Linked DNA regions of Mus musculus: all the other regions are linked to region 4. Evidence: chromatin contacts called from public promoter capture Hi-C data. All regions are on one chromosome and are shown on one strand. Each heading gives the region's core, a stretch centred on a gene start, on an enhancer-like site or on the middle of the called end of the contact. The rest is flanking DNA. Distances are from core to core; before and after follow the strand shown. Region 1 holds the start of Ankrd35 (ankyrin repeat domain 35). Region 2 holds the start of Pex11b (peroxisomal biogenesis factor 11 beta). Region 3 holds the start of Polr3c (polymerase (RNA) III (DNA directed) polypeptide C). Region 4 holds the start of Mrps21 (mitochondrial ribosomal protein S21). Region 5 holds the start of Rfx5 (regulatory factor X, 5 (influences HLA class II expression)). Region 6 holds the start of 4930481B07Rik (a long non-coding RNA gene). Region 7 holds the start of Psmd4 (proteasome (prosome, macropain) 26S subunit, non-ATPase, 4).

Region 1 (3,298 bases), core at 558-3,057, 800 kb before region 4:
ATGGATTAGAAAATCACTGAGAGCTAAGCCAGTGTGTTAAGAACCCAGGTAGCCGCAGTTTCTGTTATCTGTAAGAGTAAAGGCCCTTACTGTTTGGTCAGTGTGTAGAAACTCCATGCAGAAGCAAATGTAAATGGGACAGAGACAGGCCTAGACAGTTCTTACTCTTGCTTCACAGGTTTCTGCCAGGTTTCTGTGGCCTGCCAGGCACAGTGAGATAACCAAACATTTCTCACATCTGCTTATGAATGAATGACGCGTCAACTAAGCAATATTAGTACCAAGGGACTCATACCCCCAACCTCCTCAGAAGACGCCATTCCCTCCACAGAGGGCCACTCCGGAAGAACTCTTTAGAGAAGGACAACTGTATCCTCCCTGAACCACCATCTTCCAAAATCTTTGTTTTGCTCTAGAGGGGAGAGAACGGAGAAGAGAGTAACCCTTGTCAGGAACTCTCTCATTGTGATCCACTCTGTCTTCTCCTTCACCATCTCATTCCCCTAACTCAATCAAAGAAAATGAACACAAATGCTAAACAAGACAAAGGAATAATTGGGGGTGGGGTGGGATGGGGGGAGAACCAGACAGAACTTGATTGGTCCCAAGAACCAGTCTGAAGACTAGACAGTACAGAGAACTGGCCAGGGTAAATTCTGCAGGCAACTCACCCAGGCTCTTGGGGATCAGCCAGGAGACTTGTCTGTCCTCTGACAGCGTTTGTCTGGCTAGCTAGGTTGCAAGGTTAAGCCACTGTAAGCAGGCAGGAGGTCCAGGCAAAAGGTAGAGGAAGTAATATTGAGGAAAAGGTCACTGGAAATTAAGAAAACAGAGGCCCCATGTTGGACAGACGCTTGGAAAGAGATTTGGATTGGTGCTTGAGAGAGTGGAAGAGGCAGTGTCATGGAGTGGAAGAGGCAAGTTTGGTAAAGGAGGCTGTGAAGAAGGGTTGGAAGAAGGCACTGGGGTGAGAATACTTTGGGGGCAGAAAATACTGTTAGGGGCAGAAAGCAAAGAGTAAAAATGGAGCTATGTGAGAGAGAACGTTGTGAGAAGGCAAGGATGGAAGTGAAGCTATAGGGCAGGAATTAGGGATAGAAGTAGGAACGGATTTAAAGGCTGGGGTGGGGGCGGGCAGATGTCTGGAGGTGGGTTGGTACTGGGAGCCGCAGCTGAAGTAGAGACCAGGGTCATTGGAAGAGAACAGAACTTTAGAAAGCATACCAGAAGCTGGAAGCCAAATATGTTGGGAAAAGGAGCCAAGGGGAAGCACCTTGGGAAGGAAAAGATTAAGGGACAGGGTTTTAATAACACCCATAAGTTCAGTTACCAGGGCTGGCGACCGCATTATCAGAACTGCTAACATCGCAGGAAAGACTGATGCAGGCAGGGTTAATGCGATCATCCATGGAGATGGGACTCAGGACTTCTGTCAACACAGGGCTTGAATCCCAGCCACAGCCCTTCTCCCACACATTTGGCACCTACCGCCACTTGTGAACTGGAGCAGGAGAAGATGCGCTTCATGGCCGGGGCTAGGGCCACGGGGGGACGGGGACGCGCAGAGAGCCGGGCCACAAGTTCCTAACCCAACTCGGCTACGGCTGTGCCGAAAGACAGCTGTCAAAAAGCAGACTGGGTCCCGCCCCAAGCCCCGCCCCAGATCCCACCCCGCTCAATCGTAGACGTTCAACTGAAGGCTGGGCTTAAAACCCCGCCTCTGGCCCTGCCTAACCCCGTCCCTGCAGAGGCAAAAAGCCCGCAGTCTTTTGCGGCCACCCTGGCTGGCTCTCAAGTTCCGCCCTTCAGCCGAAGCCCGCCCCCTGTAGTTACCTACCGAATCCAAGAGGGATGCTCGCAGCCTCCGCACCAGCGACTTCCAGGCCCTAAGTCCCCCGTCTTTCTGCTTGGAGCTCCACCCCCAGTTCCGCCCCCGCCCCCTCTCAAGGACCTCCACAAGCTTCGATGTCACCAACCTCTTTTACCAGTTAATGACTCTTAGTCATAGCCATGACCTGTGTGTGCTTCATCCCCTCCCTCCCAACGCCCCAAGATCTTCTATAGAGTTTGGAAACGTGATGCACTAAGCAGACTTGATCACCAATGGGTGATTTGTGACCCACTGCAACCAGAGGTTGGACAAAACTCAAAGGATCAAGCCGATCACTAACGCAGATCTTAGAAAGCAGCAAGGGGAGAGTTTTTACTGTCTGCTTCCCCACTCCAAGAAACAAACAAACAAACAAAAAGTCCGACCTTCCTTATCCTTTAGACTCACTTCTTAGTAATTCTTGTTTGACAAGTATTAGTTGCAGCCAACTGGTCTGGCCTTCCCATCTCTCCTTTCTCCTCCCTGTAAACCAAGCAAGCCCACCCAAATACTCATGGAACCCTATGGAATAAAGCCCAAAATTCTTTTTAGAAGTGTTTTACATTAATTCATTTACTGAGGCATGAGTATGCGCTAAGGGTGGGCACCCTTGTGGAGGTCAGAAGACAACCGGCGTTGGCTTTCTCCATTCACCTTGTGAATCCGGTGCTTGAACTAAAGTAGTGAGGCTTAGCAGCAGACCCCACCCCCACCCCCGCCCCCCCAAGATGCTATAGGCCCAAAGTTCTTTTCTTTTTTCTTTCTTTCTTTTTTTTTTTTTTTTGTTTGGTCGAGACAGGGTTTCTCTGTGTAGCCGTGGCTGTCCTGGAACTCACTTTGTAGACCAGGCTGGCCTCGAACTCAGAAACCTGCCTGCCTCTGCCTCCCAAGTGCTATTATTACAGGCATGTGCCACCACCGCCCGGCTTAGGCCCAAAGTTCTTAACATGGTTTTCAAGGTTCTTCTGAAACAGAAGCCTGAAGAAGGTGTGGTGACGCATCCGCCTTTAATCTCAGCACTCCGGAATCAGAGGCAGGTAGATTTCTGTAAATTGAGGCCAGTCTTGTGTGGTGGGTCTACATAGCAAGTTCCAGGACAGCCAGAGGTACATAACAGAGAGATCCTGTCTCAAAAACCAAAACCAGAAGCCTGCCTTCACTCTCAGTATTTTCTGGCAAACTTCCAAGTTTAAACTGTTGTAGCAGACCATTCATTCATAATGCCCTTTGCAACTTTTTTTTTTTTAAGATTTATTTATATGTAAGTACACTGTAGCTGTCTTCAGACACTCCAGAAGAGGGAGTCAGATCTCATTACCATGTGGTTGCTGGGATTTGAACTCCGGACCTTTGGAAGAGCAGTCGGGTGCTCTTACCCACTGAGCCATCTCACCAGCCCCCCCCCCTTGTACTTTCTTAATCCATGTA
Region 2 (3,411 bases), core at 155-2,654, 760 kb before region 4:
GGCTACCAGCTGAGGATGATAAGAGGAAGGTCTGCTTTACTTACACTTTCGTCCGAGGCTCAGATGACCCTCCAGTTGTCGAATCTGTTTCTGTAACTCGGGACTAGCCCCATGTCTCTGCAAAGCATGGCCGAGAAGGGAACAGGCATACTGGGCGGCCCTGGAGGGGAGGACACGTAGAGTAAGGGACAGGCCTCCCTAACCCCTCTGCCAACCATATCCTCCGTGGGCTGGTGAGGCGGTTAAGAGCACTTGCTCTTGCAGGGGACCCGGGTTCCACTCCCAGCACCCACACGGTGGCTCATAACTGTCTGTAACTCTAGTTCCAGGGATCCACCACTCTCTTCTGTCCTTTGCAGGCACTAGACACACATGTGGTACACATACATTCTTGCAGACCAAACACTCAGACAAATAATAATTGGTAAACAAAAACCCCACCAGGGACACTTCCTCGGTTTCACACCAATATCTTTCCATTTTTTTCCTCAAAGCCAGGGGAAGGGAAAGACATGCGAGGAAAATAAAGCCTAGAAGATGGTGGAGAGCACTCTTTGGAGTTAAGAGACTAAGAGTTTTGAAAATGATGAGGCCTAAAGTTTAGGGCCAGTAAGCAGCCCGGGGTTCATCGCAGACGTCCACACTGCGATTTTATACATGAAACACGACAGAGGAAGATCTAGTTGAAGGGCAGATTAGTTCTCCGGGTAGGTAAACTAAGAGATAGATTAAGGTTCTTGGACTGATGGAAACCGAAGAAGAGCCGAGATAGCGAGGCTCCTAGGTCACAACTGGTGAGAGGACGCAGAACCGAGAGGATCGCCCCTCGTGCCACCACAGCAGCGAGGAAACTGTTGCTCTCTGTGGACACAGTAAACCTAGGTGGCCTCCCCGCTGGCCCACTCATGCCTCAGTTTCCCCATCTTTCCCTTGAGCAGGGAAGAATCATCTCACAACCGGCTGCGGAGTACGCCTCCGGGGCCGCGCGGGCCCCCGTAGCCACAGCTGACCCTTAGGGACCCCGTAGCGCGCCCGTCGCCTCGCGGGACCCTGCTCTGCCCTCCCGCCCGCGCTCCTCCGTCGGCCGCACCTACACAGCCGCTCCCGGGCTTGGCTCTGAGCACTGAAGCGGACCCAGGCGTCCATGACAGCGGCAGCCCGGGCCCACGGCGCAGCGGCCCGCCTGCTTCCAGCCCCAAGTCACGCCTCCTGGGCGAGCAACGGGGCTTCGCGAGGGACAAACGGCGGCAGGAAAGCCAAGCAGCCGGAGCCGGCCTTGAAGTGGAATTTCAGGACGCGAAGCGAGATCGTGGGTGCATTTCCGGCAGCTCACCCTTCTCTGGGATGGTCTCCGGCTTTTAAGCACGCCCCTAGGAGCACATTCTGCTTTAAATTCTCAGCAGCAAGGGGTGGGGCCTGCGGGAGCCAGGAGGCGCTGTAGGTTGCCGCCAAGGCGCACACGCCACCCGCCCCAAACGCCCAGAACAGCAGAAGCCTGTCCTAGACTATTTGTCCTAGGGAAAGCGGATGTAATGAGATGCCGCTTGACAACGATGGTCTGCTATACTCAAAGATTGGTGCCTAGCCCAATTGTCATCAGAGAGGCTTCACACAGCAACTGGTAGAAACAAAGGCACAGACCCACAGCCAAAAGTTAGGCAGACCTTGGAGAATTTTGCATAAGACAAGGGGAAGGACTGTACAAGAAAATGCACAGAGTCAAGTAAACTGGGCCCATAGGGGCTCAGACTGAACTGCTACAGGGAGCCTGCATGAGACTGCTTCGCACATGCTATAGTTGTGTAGTTTGGTCTTCTTGTGGGACTTCTAACAGCGGGAACAGGGGCTGTCTCTGATTCTGCGGGACCCTTTCCTCCTGCTGTGTTGCCTCATGAAAGACTTAATCAAAGAAGGTGCCTAGTCTTACTGCAACTTAATATACCATGCTGTTGATACCTAACGGAGACCTGCCTTCTTCTGAAGAGAAATGAAGTGGATGGGGAGAGGCAGTAGGGGGGTAAACTCCAGGGGATCCAACACCCTTCTCAAACCTCAGCAGGTACCAGGCATGAACATGGTACACAAGGAAAACACTTTTACACCTTTACACATTATTTAAAAAAAAAAAAAAAAAAAAAAGCGAAGCCGGGCATGGTGGCACCCGCCTTTAATCCCAACACTTGGGAGGCAGAGGCAGGCAAATTTCTGAATTTGAGACCAGCCTGGTCTACAGAGTGAGTTCCAGGACAGCCAGAACTGCACAGAGAAACCCTGTCTTGAAAAACAAAACAAAAACAAACAAACAAAAAAAACTTGCCTGTAGCAGCAATAGCCTGACTATAGTTGTGAGGAGGAAAAAAACCAAAACAACAAAAAACCTACAATATCACAAACAAGATCTCTACAACCACTATAAAAAGAAATCTAGGGCTGGAGTTGGCTCTGCTGCTTTTCTACTGGCTGCTTTTCCAGAAGACAGATTGAATCCCCCATCCACATAGCAGCTCACAGCATCTGTAACTTCTGTTCCAGACGCTCTGGAGCCCTGTTCTAATCTTCTCAGGCACCAGGAACACAGATAGTATATAAACATACATGCAGGCAAAAACCTCATTAGATATTTAAACCAAAACCACTGTGTAGTGGTGGTGCATGCCTTTGATACCAGCCTTGGGAGGAAGAGGCAGGTAGATCTTTCTTTGTGAGTTCCAGACCAGCCTGGAGAAAGAAAGTGGGGTGGGGGTGAGGGAGGAGTCTGGAGAGATGGCTCAGTGGTTAAGGGTACAGTCTGCTCTTCCAGCTCACAACTGTTTCTAACTCCAATATATCTGACATCCTCACTTTACTTTTTTTGTTTTTTTTCGAGACAGGGTTTCTCTGTATAGCCCCGGCTGTCCTGGAACTCACTTTGTAGACCAAGCTGGCCTTGAACTCAGAAATCTGCCTGCCTCTGCCTCCTCTGAGTGCTGGGATTAAAGGCGTGTACCAGCCAAAATTTGAAAATTTTATGGTATAAAGAATGACATTAGGAATAGTAAGAAATTGCCTTTTTTTAAAGATTTATTTATTATTATATGTAAGTACACTGTAGCAGACGTTAGACACACCAGAAGAGGGCATCAGATCTCATTCCAGGTGGTTGTGAGCTACCATGTAGTTGCTGGATTTGGACTTAGGACCTCTGGAAGAGGTGGTTCTTACCCACCCGCTAAGCCATCTCACCAGCCCCAAGAAATTGCTTACTTCTTTAAGCTCAAGTTTTAAAGTCATAGTATGTTAAAGAGGGTTTCTACTGTACATGGTTAAGTTCTGTATAAAGAAGGGGAGTTAGAAGGTCACACAGTAAATTGATGAGGTTTCCCCCCTTTCCATCCCCTTTCACCCAGGACAAGATCTCATAGGCTAATCCTC
Region 3 (3,359 bases), core at 98-2,597, 860 kb before region 4:
ATTGGGGGCGCTGGCACTGGCTAGCATGCTGCAGAAACCTTTTCTTAAAGCATAGCCCTACCTCTCTATTGGCTGACAGCCTGGCAGAGCCAATTTTATATCAGAGAAAGCAGTCCCAACATTCTGTTCTTTTTTTGTTTTCCTGGGCAGAAAAAAAAAAAAAATGGAGGGGGTGGGCTAGGAAAGTGGAGCTAAAGACACTGGCAACGTGATATCCAAAATAAGTTGAGACAGTACGTCCTACCTTCTTCCCAAAGCCATTTCCTTCGATAGCAACAGGGAGCGCAGTCTGCAAGTCATTGGTACACTGCTATTTTCACTTTCACAAGAACCCAAAAACCACTGAAGAACAAAATCTCCCTCTTCCCTGTTACCTTCCAAACCTCCTCTTTCTGTACTTCAACAAAACCTACTAAGAAGTCCTCAGCAATATGCTATTTCGGCTCACTGAGGATGCAGAAGGGGGGAGGATCTGGTTGAGAAGTGGGAAGAAAAATAAAGAGTAGGTGAGCCGCAAAAACGGAAAGAGTACAGGGGATAGGTCATCGCGAAAAGACAAGGAAGGGGACTGAGAGCAAATTGGACGCAGATTTGCCCGAGAATTCACCGAGGAGACAAAAAAAGATGGGGGTGGTATTAAAGAGCGGAAGCGAAATGAGGGGCTGATTGGAGACGCCGCGGAAATGAGGGATAGGCAGGACCCTGGCCCTGATGCCCAGGGTTTGCGACCAGTGCCCGGAGACAGCGGGCAGCAGGTACCGAGAACACCGGTGTCAAGGGAATCACGGGTGTGCGGGCAGCCTAAGACCCGGTTTCCAGCCCTAGGAGCCAAGGACCTACGCGGCGCCGGAGCGCGGGACACACGGGGCTCTTACCGGTAGTTTGGGATTGACCTCGCCCTTACAAAAGTGGCAGAAGAAACGGTGTGCGGCGACAGCGGAGCCCGCGTCCGCCCCCGCCGCCGAGGCCTCCGCCATGTTTCGCCTCCGCCGAGGATGTCCGAAAGGGCGGCCGGCGGTCCCTCCCCAGGCCGCTACCTCCCGTGCTGCGGTCGCCACCGCCGTCGCCGCCTCCTCTGGGCGGCCCGCCGCTCCGAGGCCCGCAAGGGTCACGTGAGTCCGCCCGGCCCCGAGAGGCCCGCCCGCCAGCGGCCACGCGACCCGAGGCCCGCCTCCCGGCACCAAAGGCAGAGGAGAGCCCGCCCGCCGGCACCTCAGACAGCCCCTGGCCGGTCCTCCAGCCTCCCAACGAGAGGAGAGAAAGAGCGTCCCCGGAAACCACCGACACTGTCGGCTAGAGCGGCCCGTGCTCTGACCCTTCCGCGTCCGCCTGGATGGTGCTCTACTTCTAAGAAGGGGCGATGGGAAGCTCATGAGCTGAGGCTGCTGGCCTCGGGAGGACAACATTTGGAGCTTCTAAATTAGCCCCGACCCTGAGGTTAGTGAAAACGCTGCCGGAATGAGGAGGCCCTGACTCAGGGCCAAGAAACAAAGTCCGGAACAGAAACTTGCATGAAGGGAGAGGAGCCAGGAAATGCATTCAAGGATGGCAACTGGTCTAAGGATGTTTCTCCAAAGACGTGTGTGTGGCTAAGTGAAATAGTCTTCTCTGCGACACTGTGGCAAGAGGGACAAAAATTTAGGTTCGAGAGAGTTGGAGCTTGTGATAGGGAGGTAATTTCAAAATCAACTACACCCATTCCTGCTTGTGTCTCATGATGTAAAAATTTAATATGGTTCTCAATGGAACATAACTTCATCTCCTAATTGAAATACCCTAAGAAGCTCTTTTTTTACTTTATCTATCTAAGTCGTGGTTTATGGCTTGGGAATAAGTTGTACCCCACTGGGTCATGAGCCTTAGGTCTTTGTATCTGTGACAGAAAGTTATTCGCACTTTCCCTCCCCCTTTGCTTTTAAAGGTCTCACTCTGGACCAGATTTGCTTGGTATTTATTATGTAGCCCAGGCTGGCCTTCAGTTTATGACAGTCTTCTAGCTTTAGTGCTGGAAATACAGATGTTAGCCACCATACCGAGATGAATCCAGTCTTTAAAGATTATTGGAACCACAAACCACATATATTCCCATTAAAATAAATGGCATATATAGGGGAGGATGGCTTGCCTTTTTTTTTTTTTTTTTTTTAATTTTAATAGGATCTCATGTAGCCAACCTGGTTTTGAACTCAATATGTAACCATGAGCTCCTGACCCTCATACTTCCACCTCCTAAGTGCTGAAATTGTAGGCTTGCACCACCATACCTGGCTTTAGAAAACAAATTTGATGTCTAGTTTTCTAGTTCTTTGTTTTGGTGGGTGGTGGGTGTATTACCCACCAGAGTCTTGCTGTATAACACAGGCTGGCTTTGAACTCACTTTGTGCCCAGGTTGACCTGGAACTATTGATTCTTTGACTTTGGTCTCCTGTGTGCAAGAATTACAGGCAGTGTACACCATCATATCTGACCATTGCAATTACTAAATGACAACACATTAGGAATATTTTATGGTAGTTATATTGTATGAAGTCATTTTAAATGTTGGCATAGTATACTCTCTTAAGGTTATACTATAATTTATTGATAGATGCTAGATTATTTATGTCAATGCCAGTATTGTGAAGAGAACTCATGGCATGGTTTTTACTACATCCTTGGAACAAAGGATCTCAACTTATAAATATTAAGGCAAATATATGCCTTAATATATAGAGGGTTTGATTTATATTGTCAAGTTGCCCTCTAGAAAAAAAATATGTGAATTTATATTGTTGTTCTTTCCTAGTTCTGAGGCTCTAAGAACGATGACTCAAGCAGAGATTAAACTGTGTTCTTTGTTGCTGCAAGAGCATTTTGGTGAGATTGTAGAAAAAATTGGAGTCCACCTAGTCAGAACTGGAAGCCAGCCACTTAGAGTAATTGCCCACGACACAAAAGCATCCCTGGACCAGGTATGTTTAGATAAGAGAGTCTGTTCCTCTTCAACTTCTTCAATCATTTCCTTCAAGTACCTTTGGACAGGAGAACTCCTTCCCCTAGAAAGTATGAACAGAGACCGTCTGCCCTGTGGTCAGTACCACAGTGGGTGGGGTGGGGTGTGGTATTGTACTTAGGCCCCGTGTACTGCCGCTTGTGGTGTTCCTAGCTCATCTTGGCTGTTCCCATGCCACACTCATTTATTCACAGTAAGTCTACTGGTGGGGTATGGCCTTTAAGGAATACAGTGATAGAACAAAGTAAGCTGGGCTGCCCATCCTGGCCCAGAATGTAGCTCAGTTGGTAGAGTGACTACATTGTAGTGACAGTTTGAGGATTTTGGTTTCTTTAAAAATACAAAAATAGAGCCGGGCGTGGTGGC
Region 4 (3,451 bases), core at 402-2,901:
TATCAAGGGGCCTCTCTTCCCAATGATGGCCGACTAGGCCATCTTCTGCTACATATGCAGGTAGAGACACGAGTTCTGGGGGTACTGGTTAGTTCATATTGTTGTTCCACCTATAGGGTTGCAGATCCCTTTAGCTCCTTGGGTACTTTCTCTAGCTCCTCCATTGGGGGCTCTGTGATCCATCCAATAGCTGACTGTGAGCCCATTCGATTCTTATGACCAATTTTGTGAGACCAACAGAGTAGATGTTAGCATCATTTTACAAATAAGAAGCCAGATTGAAAGTTCATGTTTAGCAAGATCTAGATTATAAGTATTTGTAGGTCACAGATCTCCATTTCTTCTACCCAAGTCTACCACTATAGCCCAAGAGAGCCGTATAATATCAACAAATAAACATGGTAGTATTCCAATATTTTTATTTAGACAAAAAGTGCAGACCCCTAGTCTGAGTAACTTGTTCAAAGTCATACGTCTGCTGATGCTTAGAATCTGAAGCTAGAACTCCTTTCTAACGGATTACGTACTGTCCATAGAATTAATTTTGCACTTATTATATGCGACTGGGCCTAAAATTGTGTCTACATACTGTCAGTTGTACAAGAGACACTGGAATAGTATCAGCAGTGCTTAGCAGAGGACAGTCATTCAATTAGGTTTGCTGACAAGCACAAAGGTGTCTAGCTTCAGTTTGGGACTTTGGATTTGGCTTACTACGAGGCAGGCTTAAATTTTGTGTGAATACCTATTAACTGATAATGACCTGGCCAGATGGCCCGGTGGTTAAGAAAATTAATTGCTCTTGCAGAGAACCCAGGTTCTGTTCCCAGTACCCACATGGCAGCTCAGAGCCTCCTATTAACTCCAGTTCCAGGGCCCCAACACCTCTCCAATCCTTCTTGAGCTCCTGCACGCACGCACGCACACGGTGCACATACATACACGCAGGCACACGTACACACACACAAAATAAAAGCAAATCCCTTAAAGAAGTAACAGATGAGGGTGCATCTGTGTGTGTTGTGGGTAGGTTTTTCTGTATATGGATACTTCTAAACCCATGTAAATAACCATATATGGAGATGTGGGGATAACATACACATAGGGTTGTCCAGACGTATGGAAGAAAAAAAAATTCTACTAGATCTTACAAGGCAACAAATGGCAAAGTTGGCATTAAAACAACAATATTTTGATTTAAAATTCTGCAGGCGTTTCCCATTTGTTTCTTTTTGATTCTACTTTATTTAATGAAATGGCTTAGGTAGCTGATGCAATGGGAAACTCACAGTATGTAATTTCTTTTCTTAACTTTTAGGCAGATTAGGGGGTGTGGAGCCATTTTTTTCACCCGGTGAGCAGATCTGTCCTTTTTAAATAGAAAATATTCTCAGGACGCTTCCCATTTCCCATCCAGAAAACGAAATCGCTCAAATCTAGTAAAAGTTTAACAGGATTAGAGCTACGGATCGGGCTGACCTTCTCGCAGACCCGACGACCGCGACTCCTCCATAGGAAGGTGAGGACGCTGTTCCTTTGACTGTCAGGCGGAAAGTCCAGCGCCTGCGCTCAGCACCGAACCTTCGCAAGGTCAGACGGTAAGCGGAGCTGCAGTCGGCTGAGCCCTGCAGCGTAGCTTCCTCCCGTCGCGGGACTCCGTAGCTTCCGCTTCCGGTCCGCAGAGACCCGGAGTCCGAATTCAGAGGCCCCAGGTAGGGAGCTCGAGGGGTGTGGGGGGGTTCACTGAGCTGCAAAGCGAGTATGGCGGGAGGGCAAGATTTCGCGTGGTGCCTAGAGGCGGACGAAGAGTTCTTTCTAACTCTCAGCGGAAACCTATTTTTTGGTTTGCTTTGCTTTGCTTTTTCGAGAGTGTTTTTATGTAGCCCTGGCTGCCCTGAAACTGGCTCTGTAGACGAGGCTGGCCTCGAACTCAAGAGTTCCGCCTGCCTCTGCCTCTCAAGTGCTGGGATAAAAGGCGTGGGCCACCACTGCCCGGCAATTATCTTTTAATTATTTCTTGGTGTGACCGGGGGGTTGGGAGGGGCGAAAGTCAGGACAGCTTGCAGGAGTCTGTCCTCTCTTTCCACCGTAAGGATCCAGGGCTCTAACTCGGGTCATCAGGCTTGGTGGCAAGCGCCTTTACCTGCTAAGCCATATCACTGCGTAGTGAAAGAAATGTTGCTAACAATTTGCTTGTACTTTTTCATTAAAAAAAAAAGTTATTTATATTTTATGTGTGTGAGTGTTTTACTTGCATGTATGTCTGTGCATCACAGAGGTCAGAAGAGGGTGTTGGATTCCCTGGGACTGTATGTGTTGTGAGCCACCCTGTGGGTACTGGGAATCGAACTTGGATCCTCTTAACTACTGAGCCATCTCTCCAGACTTACTTGTACTTACTAAGATATGGAGAATTCCTCCAGCCCAGTTCTGTGGATCTCAAGCTGGTTCTGTTGCTAAATTAAATAAAAACTACCTATGGTAAGTTGTGACTCTGTTGGGCTTTGTTCTCTTACATTGAGTCTCTGGTTTCCATGCTCGATGTCCAGTCTGTAGTCCCGGAAGAATGAAGATTTAAATACGAGGCCATGGCTAAACATCTGAAGTTCATTGCCAGGACAGTGATGGTTCAGGAGGGGAACGTGGAAGGTGCCTACCGGACCCTGAACAGGTAAAATGAGTCGAGTCTTGCCTGGACCAGCCGTGGGAAATGTGAGGTGATCCTGCACCCAGCCTACCACCTCATAAAGCCTACCACTGGTGCCAGCTCTGTGTAGGCTCTGAATACCACCACCTCCACCTCCTCCTTTTTTCCTCCTCCTCCTCCTCTTTCTTCTTCCTCCTCTTCTTCTTTTAAATTTATTTATTGTGCATACAGTGTTCTACCTGCATGTATGCCTGCATATCAGAAGAGGGCACCAGATCTCAGTACAGATGGTTGTGAGTCACCATGTGGTAGCTGGGAATTGAACTCAAGGCCTCTGGAAGAGCAGCCAGTGCTCTTAACTACTGAGTCATCTCTCCAGCCCCTCTGGACACTTCTTATCCCTTCAGTTTATTATCCTAAAAATGAAGTTCTCCAAATTCAGCTCGATGGAGCTTATCCAACAAGCAGCTATCATCCCTTGATGATAAATCTGAGTTCTATCCAAAGACCCCGAAAAACTGCTGGGCACACTGTAATCCCAGCACCTGGGAGGTAGAGACAGGAAGAATTTGAGAATAATTTAGATGATGGTGACTAGACTCAGTCTCAGATGACCCCTCCTCATGTCAAAAAAAAAAAAAAAAAAAAAAAAAAGTCTGGGAGGGGAATGAGAAACAAGAAGCAGAGGCATGGTGCATTTCAGCTGAGCCAGTATCTGTGGAATAAGGCTACTAGAGAGGATTAATTCCTCTGTGATTTTTGTTCATCTCATGTAGCTCAGGCTGGCCTAGAATGGGCAGTGTA
Region 5 (3,196 bases), core at 105-2,604, 920 kb after region 4:
CCTTTATTCTCTCACATCAACATCACCCTTACCCTTCAGCGATGGCACCTGTATTGTCCCTTCCCAGCATGCTTACCAGAATTCCCTCTACTTTGTTCTGCACGGCCTTGCTGTGGAGAAGAAGAGAAAGCTGGAGGTCACAAGGTTTCCCCATCCCTTTGTCTGACTGCTAGAGACAGAAAAAGGACCAAACAGCTACGGACCACAGACCTCAGCCTGCCTGCTCTGAAACACTTGCCTGAGGAAGGAGTGCAGGGCAACAAGGATCTACAGCTGGGTCTGGAACAGGGTTTGGAGACAGAGACAATTACTTACGAAATGGTACCTCGGAGCCTTTGGAGGAGGGTGGTAGGTTCTCCAGCGTCAGCACCACCTTGGGGCCTTGCCCCAGTCTTGGGGCTCTTAGCATCAGGTTTATCTTCTGCCATCCCAGCATGAGGGCTACAGCTGAGAGAGGAGATCGCTGAGGATTTAACTACTACCAAGCTTCCTTTCTCCTAGAGACCCCAAGGCAGTCCTCCTGTCTCTACCCAGAAATACAAACAGAAGCAAAGCTTCCTCCAGTGGTTTTCCACACCACTTGCCTTCTCTAAAATTAGAATTATTCTGTTACTTTATCAGGCCCTTGTATACCCAAAGAGATCTCTGACATCTCCATTCTATATGTCCCACCTTTTGAAGTCTCCCAAATCTGGAAAACTGTTATGGGAAGGGATAGGGGTGGAGAAGTCCACGTTAAAAGAAATCTTACAATTTCTCCCAGTGCTGCAACACCTCCAGCCCCCCCCCCCCCAAGCCCCTCCAGCCGCCCCCCCTCAACACCTATAACGACAAGTCAAAGTTCTCCGATCCTCTAATAGACTCCTCGCCATTGATTTTGCCTGGAAGGTCGGAAGGGATACAAACATACTCGGCCTTTCCAGGTTTGAAAAAAACTGGGCCCAAGTTCTCATTACTGAGTCTCGCCACGGCTTCCCCCGCTGCCCCCCTCGCCGCGGCGCGGACCCTACGTCATCCCACGACATCCCACTCCGAAGCGTCCCCACTCCCCTCGGGCCCCTCCACCCCAACCCCAGGTGCTGGGCTAGGTCTCCGAACTCAGGGGGCTGGGCGCAGGAAACCCTGCGGGGAACAGGGTCCCAGATTCGGGCACGTGCGCAGGGGCAAGGAGCTGGTCCTGCTAGCTCCGGAGTGCTGTTGCCCCTCCTACCTCGGAACCGTCGCCTTCCAGCACGGACATTAGATAGGTGAGAGAGAAAGAGAAACTACCCTGTGGCTACCTCAGCTCCTGCCCAGCCCCACGGTGCCCAGCCGGCGGGCTCGTGCGTTGCTTTTATTTTTCCTTTTTCTGAATGGTTATGCCAGCCGCGATCTGCCTGGATACACGCACGGCCTGCTCTGTGATTGGCCGTTGCTGCCTCCAAGACGAAGGCAGTGAAAGTCTGCCTGGTAACAGAATATGATTGGTCGAGAGGGGAGGGAAAATCCAAAGTTAGTCTTATTTGAGTCAAGAGGGGGAAGTCCAGGTTGGTTTCGGTTAAAACTGGGGTCGGTTAGGTCTGCGGGCCCGGAAAGGGTTCTGTTCTTAAAGGGACCGCAGGATGAAAGCCCGGGCGCTTGGCTGCTTCTGGAGCATCTGGTCTTTTGCTTTCTGATCCTGTGCGTTGTAAAATCAGCGAGAAGAGGATAAGGGATCGACCGCGGGCTTTACTTGGGAAGATTTACGTAGATGCCGTCTAGGATCCAAGAACCACAGACAGGAGTTACAGGGTAGGAAAGTGATTGGCTAGTTGTAGCTGGGGAATAAGATGAGTTAAAAATGTAAGAAGGTTTGATTAAAAAAAAGCCAAACAACTCTATTACTGGGGCGTCGATAAGGACGTGGAAAGCACGAATCTATAAAAGCAAGTTACTTTGGTTGTGAGAACCAAATTTCTTAGGTTTCAGGAACTCTGTTTAAACAAAATTGGGGAGCTTTACAAAATGGAATGGCCACAGATAGCTACCATGTTTGATTGTTGCCTTTGGTTGTCAGAGCTGTCCGAAATAATCAGTAGGTGATATTTTTAAATTTTTGCTAGAAAATGATGTCTACTGATGGAAATTCGTTATAAAGTCCTGTAACTTTAATAAAATAAAATAACACAAGTTGAACCATTCGTCCTTCCCTCTTTGCTTACCCATCCCTGTGGCCAACAGCCTCTAGGATTGCAGGCTTCCCCTCATTCCACAAAGAATCTGCAAATCCTTAGCAGCTGTACCACATTAAGAGAAAATGTTTTTTTCTCTGTTGTTAGCCGTGGTATCGCCATTTTATAAAGTGCCTCCGTTCTAGTTAAGCCAAAGCTAATGCCAACTCATTTTCCAGATTTCTCCTCACCCTACCCCTCCTACCTGGGTAAACCACAGGAGATGTTTATTGGTTGCCTGACCCTGTCTGTCTCGCTACCCATAGCAACTGCTGACACAAAAGGAAATGGTATGGTCCTTCCACTTTAGACACTTGGCCCCACCCCCTCTGCAGGTATGCTCTAGAATAAAGCCTGTCTGTTGAGCCTCTAGTCCTCCTCTGTATTTTCTCCTTGCCCACCTTTGCCTATTCATGTTTCCGTTTCCTGGGTGTACTTCATCTCCTTCCTAGGGGGCACACTCCTGGAGTTCCCTGCTTGGTGGTGAACACTGGAATTTTGGTCAAGTAGAGGAAAAAAGAATTTAGTACTGTGATAACTTTTCCCTTCAGGTGCTTAACCCTCTTTGTTAAGATTTGTTGAAATCGTGATGAAAAATGCACGGGCAAGCTTTTGTACCTCTCTCAAGTGTTCGTGGTCCCCGGGTCAACAGTCTTGTCACAGCAGAGATGTGACACCCAAGTCATATTTCCAGTTCTGACTGGTGTGCTTCTGTAAAGGAGGGGGGAAGATGGAGGTGCTCGTGGTCTGTCCCCACACCCGGACTGAGACCCCCATTTCCCCTACCGTGAGAAGTGGACATGAATCTTTCCTTTGGAAGAGGTAATGAGTTCAAACAAGTTCTCTTTAAAGGAATCTGTAAAGAAAGATGCCATTGGACAGACCCCCTCCAGTCAGTCTTTTCCTAGAGATAATCTGCTCAAGGTTGCTCTCTGAGTTGAAGTCATTTCCTGTGCTAAAAGTCACACTTTGCTAATACTGTGCTGCTTGAGGGTACCCAACCAAGA
Region 6 (3,657 bases), core at 1,024-3,523, 860 kb after region 4:
CAAGATTTCTTCCACTACATCTAGTTTGAAAAATATTTCTTAAACAAATGACTAGTACATCTAATTGAAGAACAAATTTCTATACAGAATTCTCTTGGCAAGGGAATCTGTAATTCACCACTTACTCTTTTGAATTCTCAAAATTTTAACTTCATTGCTTCTGACTTTGTGTAAATCAGTTAATCTAGCCTGCCTGTGCTTGTTTCCTTCTCTATAAAATGACCATACTAATACTTTCCTCTAGAGTTGTAAGGATTAATGAGAACATAAAGCTCTAATCACAATACATGTATATGAATAGTAATTATTAAACCTATAGAAAGACCCAGAGGAAAATATGGGAATGGAATATATTCAGTAGGGTTTTTTCTCCCTTGTTGGACTCAAGAGTTTCATGTATTCCGGGTGGAAATCAGACTCCCTATGGAGCCAAAAGTAGCTTTGAACTTGGTACTCCTGCCGCCACCTTCCAAGTGCTGGGATTATGAGCATAAAACCCGAACCCAAGTTTGTAAAATATAATCTACCAACGGAGCCACAGCCTCAGCTCTCCAGTAAAGAACTCTCGTTATTCAGAAAGAGTTCTGTGAGCTGCAGCACCTCTGAGAAATATGGCAGATGAGGCAAAGGTAGGGGCTGCATTTATCCCGTTGTTTGCTATCGCTATATAAATAGCACTCTGCCTTCTAAGCTTTTCATGCTCACAAAAATAATCTTGGCAGGTGGATATTATAGTTACCATTTTATTCATGAGACAATAGGTTTAGGGAGGTAGAACGATTTGTCTGATGTCATCATGTGGAATGTAGTGGTTCCAAGATTCCTCCCATACATAAGCCTGAATTTTTTGGATCCACTGCTATGGGAGTCCAAGGGGAGGTAACAGAGCCTTCTTTTAAAAGCTTTACCCAAACCTGGGCCTGATGGCGCAACAGTGTAGCCCTAGTTACTAGGCAGGCAGGACAACTTAGTGGAAACCCTGTCCCAAAAAGTGATAGGGTATAGAGTAGCTTCAGTGTTACGAGTGCACCTGCCAAGCGTGTGCGACTCCCAACGTCCAATAATCAGTATCGCCAAAACAAAACAAAAACACTCGCCAAGCTGCTATGTCGGTGGGCTGCTTGCTTGGACTGGGTGAAGCACTAGGTTCCACTCCGAACACTGCAAAAAGTGAAAATAAAACAGAAATTTAAAAACCCTTGTCATTTGAAACGGCTGCGGTCGCGGTGGGCGGCGGCGGCGCGGGGCCAGGGTAGAGAGCGCGCCAGGTGGCACACTGGGCCTGCAGATGGATCCAGCAAAAACCTGAGCCAGCGCAGGTGGGTGAGTGTCAAGGCAATTCGTCTCCCTGGCGACTCCGCCCCTTTTCCCACCTCCAAGGGGCGGGGCAGCAAAGCGCGGGAAAGCTCAACGGGAACAGTAATGCCAGCTCCCGTCAGGGGCGGAGAAAAGGGAGCTCTCTTAAATGGGAAATAGATCTGGGCTCCCTCCTTCTCTCGCGTAAGAAGCCTATCAGCATACTACCTTAAGCTCTCCTTGGTTGTGGCCCAGGCCACGCCAGCACTTCCCAACGTCACCTCCCCCACTTCCGGTCGCAGCGTGTCCCAGGTCTCAGGTCTCGGTGGTTCCGGTTTCTTTTACACTCGGAATCCCAAAGTCTGTCCAGCTCTCCCGCAGAGGGAGGGGCCGTGCGTGGTGCGTACGCCCAGAGGCAGGCGGACGCCAGAACCGCATCCATCCGGATTATAAAGCAGTTTAGACTGCGAGGAACCCCAGGCAATGGTCACCCCGATGACGTAATGTTTGGGGGTGGCACCTCATTTTGTGACCCCCAGCACCGCATCCGTTCGAGCGCGGCTTAGCCTGAGGAAACGGCACGAACACTTAAAACACCCAGGTTCCACACGGAGCCGACGAGGTTCCCCTAGACGCGCCGCCATACAGCTAGAGTTCCTAAGTTTGTAGATGTGAGGCACAGTGTCCAGCTTCGAGCGACCAATGGAGAGAGGATGGCTACGCTTCTGAGCTAGCTAGTCACCCCTCGCAACCCAAAGCGAAGACTAAGGCTGGCTTCTTGCTAAGCGACAGCGGCGGCGGCCAATGGCTTTCGGGCTGCTCAGACAGGGCAGGTGGACTCCGGAGCAGCCAATGGGGAGAACCTTCTCCACAGGGCCCAGGCCCTTTGTCCAATAGTGATGAGAAGACTATGAGGGGCCAGTTCCGAGCGGGGTATGGAGGGCCAATCCCATACGGGACTGGGTGGGGCTCACAGTTGAATGACAGGTCCATTAGCCAATGGCGAGTATGAAAGCGGGCAGCCCGGACTAGGAGCACGGAGGGAGCTGAGGGAGAGGGGAGGCCGAAGCGGAGAGAAGCAGGAAGTAGCGGCGGCCGCGGGGAGGGCGGCGGCGGCGGTAGCGGCGGTGGCGGCTGGAACCGGGAGGAGGCCGTAGGGTCTCAGCCCGCACCAGGATCGGAACAAGTAAGCACGCTCGCGGCAAATACCCGCCCCTGGCTCCGCCCCCCGGGGGGGCGGGTAAATACCCCTGCCCCTCCCCCACTTGGTCAACTACCCCCTTCTCCGTGCCGCCGCCCCCTGGGGCGGCTGCTGGCCTGGCCGGGTCGCCGCCTTCTTCTTCGAGGACCACCGGTGGGAACTCCAGTTTGCTGGAAGCACGGCCCCCTAGCCTGGTAACGTGGGAGGGGGTTCCTGGACCCCTAAGTCCTGGCGCTCTTAGACTGAGAGGCAGTCAGAGTGCGGCCGGGGGACTCGAGGCTGCGGGATGTCGCGACCTAAAATGGTGTCCGTGCCGGGCGGTGGGGGCGGGGGAATTGGGCCCAGCAGGAGAGGAGCCTGCATCCCGACCGGGTGCTGGTCAGCGTCCGGACCCAGGCAGGACTCAGGCTAGCGCCTCGATCCTGGCGAGCTCCTTGCAGTCACTCGGGTCTGGGGAGAGCCTCTGGGGGTCAGAGACAGGGCAAGCTGCCCGGCGCGCAGAGATGAAGGGGACCAGGTTCGAGTCTGGACTGACCTGGCTGCAGAGCTTAGAATCACGCAGGGACCGCCCCCTCTTGTGTCTCCACTCCCCTCGCGCCACTCCCCACTGCCGGGGAGTCCTGGCCCCCAATGTGCAGCGCCGCAGATCCTAAGGGCCTGGCCTCACCGAGGCCCTCCCTTGAGTTCTTAGCCGGTGAAAGTGAAAGAAGCACCACTCGCCTCAGTTTACCCTTTAGTTTTTAAATGTACTTCTTGTCCCCTACCCGAAACCCCGGACTTACTTTCCGCGCCAGTCCCTGGCAGATGGCAGGGACTTAAATGCCGCCCGCTGCCCAGCTTGGCCGCAACCTAATCGCCCCTGGCCGTGCTCTGGCCCCTTCCTTTTGCTCTGCGCTGTAGGCCTTGGGCAAAGGGCAATGGAGCCCCCACCCTACCGGTGTCTGTTCACCCTTTTCTTGTTAAGCCCCCTTTGCTTTTGAAGAACAGAGGGGGAAAGTAGGTAGGGAGATGGCAGCTCCACAGGCCTGGCGGCTGAGTGGAGGATCTTCATTGGCCTTAAGCCTCTGTGTTTGGCCCACTGTCTGCTCCAGGTGGCTATCGGATGACCTCCAAGTCACTTGCACGCCAGAGGGAGGTGGTTGGGAGAGGTAGGTTCGCAG
Region 7 (3,285 bases), core at 318-2,817, 830 kb after region 4:
GGCTGTGCTCAGCAAGCACTGACCACTGAGGCCCTCCTCAGGTACTCGTTCATTTTTAAGTTCTTATTTTTTAAGGTGTCTGTGTGTATTGTGTATGTTCTCTCTGTGTGTATATATGTTTCTCTCTCTCTTTCTCGCTGTGTGTATGTGTAGGTGTGTGTAGGTGTGTGTGTGTGTGTGTGTGTGTGTGTGTGTGTGTGTGTGTTTACTTGAATAACCACAGAGGCCGGAAGGAGTCATCAAGTCCCCTGGGGCTGGAATTGTAAGCAGCTGTTAGCCACCCCATATGGATGGTGGGAACAGAATGCTACTCCTCTACTAAAACAGGATGGACTCTTAACTATGAGACATCTTTTAAGCCCTTCTCCCTTTTTATTTTTGAGAATTCTCTCACTAAATTTCCAAGATGACCATGAATTTGTAATCATTCCATTATATAGGTGGGATCGCAGGCAAGTGCCAACAGGTCTTCTTTTCTTTGACCCCCAGAAAAGGTCTTATTGTGTATAACCCTGGCTGCCCTGGAACTCATTATATAGATCAGGCTGGTCTAAAACCCACAGATGCCTGCCTCTGCTTCCCAAGGGTTGGTGTTAAAGGTTAATTAACAAACCAAAATAACTTGCTGGCTATCCTTCGTTCCTTGGGTGATTACATGGTGTTTACTGCGGGCTGGGGAAATGACTCAGTGCTTATGAGAGAGCGCTTACTGCTCTTCCTAGAGGACCAGAGTTCGGTTCCCAGAACTCAAGACAGGCAGCTCACAGCTGCCTGGAACTCCAGTTCCGGATTTGATATTCTCTTCCAGCCTCTGCAGGGCCTGAATACACACACAAACGCTTAAAAATTTTTTTTGGTTTGTTTTTTTTTTTTTAATTGGTCAAAACTTTTCTGGATTCCTTCATCCTGTCAGACTCAATACTGGAGTTAGGAATTGCATAGATTTTTTTTTTTTTTTTTTTTGGTAGGCAGTAGATAGGTAAATCGAATTTGAGGATACAAGTGTTTGTAGCAGTTGCATAAACACAGTGCAATGGGAAACAGGAAGTTAAAATGTGGTTAACGATGCTGACACACTTTTTAAGTGATTATGCTTGGACTGACATATCCACAGTAGTGTATGCACTCATGAGTGTCTGTTATGTGTTCGAGGCAGTGTCACTACGTAGTAGCTATGTTGCCCACGTTGGCCTGGAAATTGCAGTTCAGATCTTAGCATGAGTGTGCCCCTTGTAAACAGCACTGGGAGGTGAAGCAATAGAGTTTATTAGCCTGAGCTCCACAGCGAATTGCTGTCATCCTTTTTCAAACCGTAACAACAAAAACAAATCAAAAACCCAAATATACAAAAGAAAGAGAGCAGAAGAGGGGGTAAATTACAGCTCTCCTGCCTCACACTGGAGTGTTGCTGCCAGGCGAGTGCAGAGAGCTTACAGCTGTTCCGGAAGCTGCTGCGAAGGTAGCCAACTCTATTGGATAACCAACCTTTCCATTTCTGTGGCGCCTACAAGTCCCAGAACACACCGCGGGGCGCGGAGGCGGGGCAGCATGAAGACTGAGTTCTTTGATTGGTGATGAGCACCAGGCCAATCGGAGGTGCTGTTGTTTGTCAGTCCCGGAGCCGGTCCGCAGAGGGAAGGAGGCAAGATGGTGTTGGAGAGCACTATGGTTTGGTGAGGAGCTTCGGACGTGGCTGGGGGGCGCGTCTGGGTTGTTGGTGCGCGTGGCGCCGAAACCCGAGGGCCTGGGCTGGGGACTGGGTCGCCGGGCGAGATGTGGCTTCGGGGCCCGCGGGACTCTGGCAGACGACTCCCTGAGTCATCCCGGCCCAGGAACGCAGGCCCGGGAACTCCTGTTCCCTTCCCTGAATTTCAGGTCTCCCATAAAGCAGAGGCCAACTGCCCCCTCCACTCGCCTCCAAGTTTTTCTTTTCTCTGTACTTTATCGCATGTAAACCTCACAACCGCATTCTTGGAAAATAGTCCTTGTCTCATAATGAGTCGGAAGGACTTTAGGGGATCCGCTGTAGTCACACAGCAAATTAAGAGGCCGTGATAAGCAGGATGAACTAGGTTTTATCAGGTTTATACTTGGGATGAGTACCTATTAAGAGTTAGATTAGAAACTGAGGACAAGAAAATAAATAGAAAGCTGAGAACATATTTTTTTTCAGGGCTACAAGAGGACTTTGTTTTGTGTTTTCTGGGAATTGAATCCAGAGCATTGTGAACGCTGGGAACGTGCTCTACCAATGAGCCTCATCACACACCTGGATTGCATTTATTATTTGTCATCATTATTGTTTTAGATGGAGCTTTGACACTGTAGCTCAGACTGGCTTTGAAGTCGCTATTTGAGAAGATGCACAGGTTGGCCTTGAACTTGGAATGAGTATGTAGGATTAAAAACTTGAGTCACTAGGCCCATGTTTTCATTTGGAGATTGGCTAGCACTGCCACCTAAATGCAGGATGGCTTAAGCTTGGTTTCCTGCACTTGGAGGATGAGACAGGGAGTTTTCATGATCAGGACTACCTAGCAAGGTTCTGTCTCAAAATAAGACTACCAGAATGCCCAGTTAAATTTGAATTTCAAGCAAATCATGAGTGATTTTTTAGTATGAAAGGGAATTTTAAGTCCAACCCAAATATTGCTCTTACAAGTTACTTGTTGGGGCCGGGCAGTAGTGGCACACACCTTTAATCCCAGCACTTGGGCAGCAGAGGCAGGTGGATCTCTTAGGGGTTGAGGCCAGCCTGGTCTATAGAGCAAGTTCTAGGACATGCAGAGAAGCCCTGTCTCAAAAGGTGGTAAAATAAAACAAAAACAACAACAAAATAGTTACTTGTTGAGGGTGGTGAGATGGTTGGGTGGGTAAGAGCACAGAGTTTGGTTCCAAGCACCCATGTTGTTTGCTGCTGCCTTCTTTTTTTTTTTTTTTTTTTTTGGTTTTTCGAGACAGGGTTTCTCTGTGTAGCCCTGGCTGTCCTGGAGCTCACTTTGTAGACCAGGCTGGCCTCGAACTCAGAAATCCGCCTGCCTCTGCCTCCCGAGCGCTGGGATTAAAGGTGTGCGCCACCACGCCCCTCGCTGCTGCCTTCTTGACAGGACCAGAAGATCAGTGCCTTTGATCTCTGTAGGTGCCCGCACACACACCTAAAAACAATAAATATAAATCTCGAAAGTTACTCATTATTCATCTGAAATTAAAATTTAACTTTTAAGTCCTATATTTTTGTTTTTTTTTTTTTTAATTTTTTTTTTTTTTTTTAGATTTATTTATTTA

Evidence for each region. Promoter capture Hi-C pulls out the DNA fragments that hold promoters and counts their contacts.
Region 1: a promoter capture Hi-C map of pre-B cells shows a contact between it and region 4, with 5 times the contacts expected there. The contact joins the promoter of Ankrd35 here to the promoter of Mrps21 in region 4. A contact is called at or near these places in 3 of 39 promoter capture datasets (hippocampal neurons, liver and pre-B cells) and 1 of 115 datasets of contacts at active chromatin or transcription factors (microglia).
Region 2: a contact with region 4 is called in a promoter capture Hi-C map of liver, with 4 times the contacts expected there. The contact joins the promoter of Pex11b here to the promoter of Mrps21 in region 4. A contact is called at or near these places in 4 of 39 promoter capture datasets (hippocampal neurons, liver and pre-B cells) and 1 of 9 other capture datasets (pancreatic islet).
Region 3: a contact with region 4 is called in a promoter capture Hi-C map of liver, with 2.9 times the contacts expected there. The contact joins the promoter of Polr3c here to the promoter of Mrps21 in region 4. A contact is called at or near these places in 4 of 39 promoter capture datasets (hippocampal neurons, liver and pre-B cells), 1 of 115 datasets of contacts at active chromatin or transcription factors (bone marrow-derived dendritic cells) and 1 of 9 other capture datasets (adipose tissue).
Region 5: a promoter capture Hi-C map of liver shows a contact between it and region 4, with 4 times the contacts expected there. The contact joins the promoter of Rfx5 here to the promoter of Mrps21 in region 4. A contact is called at or near these places in 4 of 39 promoter capture datasets (hippocampal neurons, liver and pre-B cells), 1 of 115 datasets of contacts at active chromatin or transcription factors (bone marrow-derived macrophages) and 2 of 9 other capture datasets (adipose tissue and pancreatic islet).
Region 6: a promoter capture Hi-C map of liver shows a contact between it and region 4, with 3 times the contacts expected there. The contact joins the promoter of 4930481B07Rik here to the promoter of Mrps21 in region 4. A contact is called at or near these places in 4 of 39 promoter capture datasets (hippocampal neurons, liver and neutrophils) and 1 of 9 other capture datasets (pancreatic islet).
Region 7: a promoter capture Hi-C map of liver shows a contact between it and region 4, with 6 times the contacts expected there. The contact joins the promoter of Psmd4 here to the promoter of Mrps21 in region 4. A contact is called at or near these places in 3 of 39 promoter capture datasets (hippocampal neurons and liver) and 3 of 9 other capture datasets (adipose tissue, liver and pancreatic islet).

The regions. Positions count from the first base shown.
Region 1 is chr3:96,668,640-96,671,937 of GRCm38.p6, reverse strand. Ankrd35 (ankyrin repeat domain 35) reads right to left here and starts at 1,807. Exons shown (of 14, transcript NM_001356538.1): 1 at 1,489-1,807. The coding sequence starts at 1,527.
Region 2 is chr3:96,633,423-96,636,833 of GRCm38.p6, reverse strand. Pex11b (peroxisomal biogenesis factor 11 beta) reads right to left here and starts at 1,404. Exons shown (of 4, transcript NM_011069.3): 1 at 1,091-1,404; 2 at 45-160. The coding sequence starts at 1,146. It overlaps Rbm8a (RNA binding motif protein 8a), which reads right to left. Exons shown (of 6, transcript NM_001102407.1): 6 at 3,043-3,411.
Region 3 is chr3:96,725,427-96,728,785 of GRCm38.p6, reverse strand. It overlaps Polr3c (polymerase (RNA) III (DNA directed) polypeptide C), which reads left to right and starts at 1,347. Exons shown (of 15, transcript NM_028925.1): 1 at 1,347-1,437; 2 at 2,787-2,952. The coding sequence starts at 2,806. Rnf115 (ring finger protein 115) reads right to left here and starts at 1,175. Exons shown (of 9, transcript NM_026406.3): 1 at 876-1,175. The coding sequence starts at 977.
Region 4 is chr3:95,869,714-95,873,164 of GRCm38.p6, reverse strand. Mrps21 (mitochondrial ribosomal protein S21) reads left to right here and starts at 1,651. Exons shown (of 3, transcript NM_001355759.1): 1 at 1,651-1,712; 2 at 2,550-2,671. The coding sequence starts at 2,589. It overlaps C920021L13Rik (RIKEN cDNA C920021L13 gene), which reads right to left and starts at 1,643. Exons shown (of 4, transcript NR_040446.1): 1 at 1,480-1,643.
Region 5 is chr3:94,952,266-94,955,461 of GRCm38.p6, reverse strand. Rfx5 (regulatory factor X, 5 (influences HLA class II expression)) reads right to left here and starts at 1,354. Exons shown (of 10, transcript NM_017395.3): 1 at 1,211-1,354; 2 at 316-447; 3 at 77-110. The coding sequence starts at 428.
Region 6 is chr3:95,014,145-95,017,801 of GRCm38.p6, reverse strand. It overlaps 4930481B07Rik (a long non-coding RNA gene), which reads right to left and starts at 2,273. Exons shown (of 2, transcript XR_003954670.1): 1 at 1,525-2,273; 2 at 1-1,161. Zfp687 (zinc finger protein 687) reads left to right here and starts at 2,345. Exons shown (of 9, transcript NM_001357863.1): 1 at 2,345-2,482.
Region 7 is chr3:95,040,896-95,044,180 of GRCm38.p6, reverse strand. It overlaps Psmd4 (proteasome (prosome, macropain) 26S subunit, non-ATPase, 4), which reads left to right and starts at 1,567. Exons shown (of 10, transcript NM_008951.2): 1 at 1,567-1,673. The coding sequence starts at 1,648.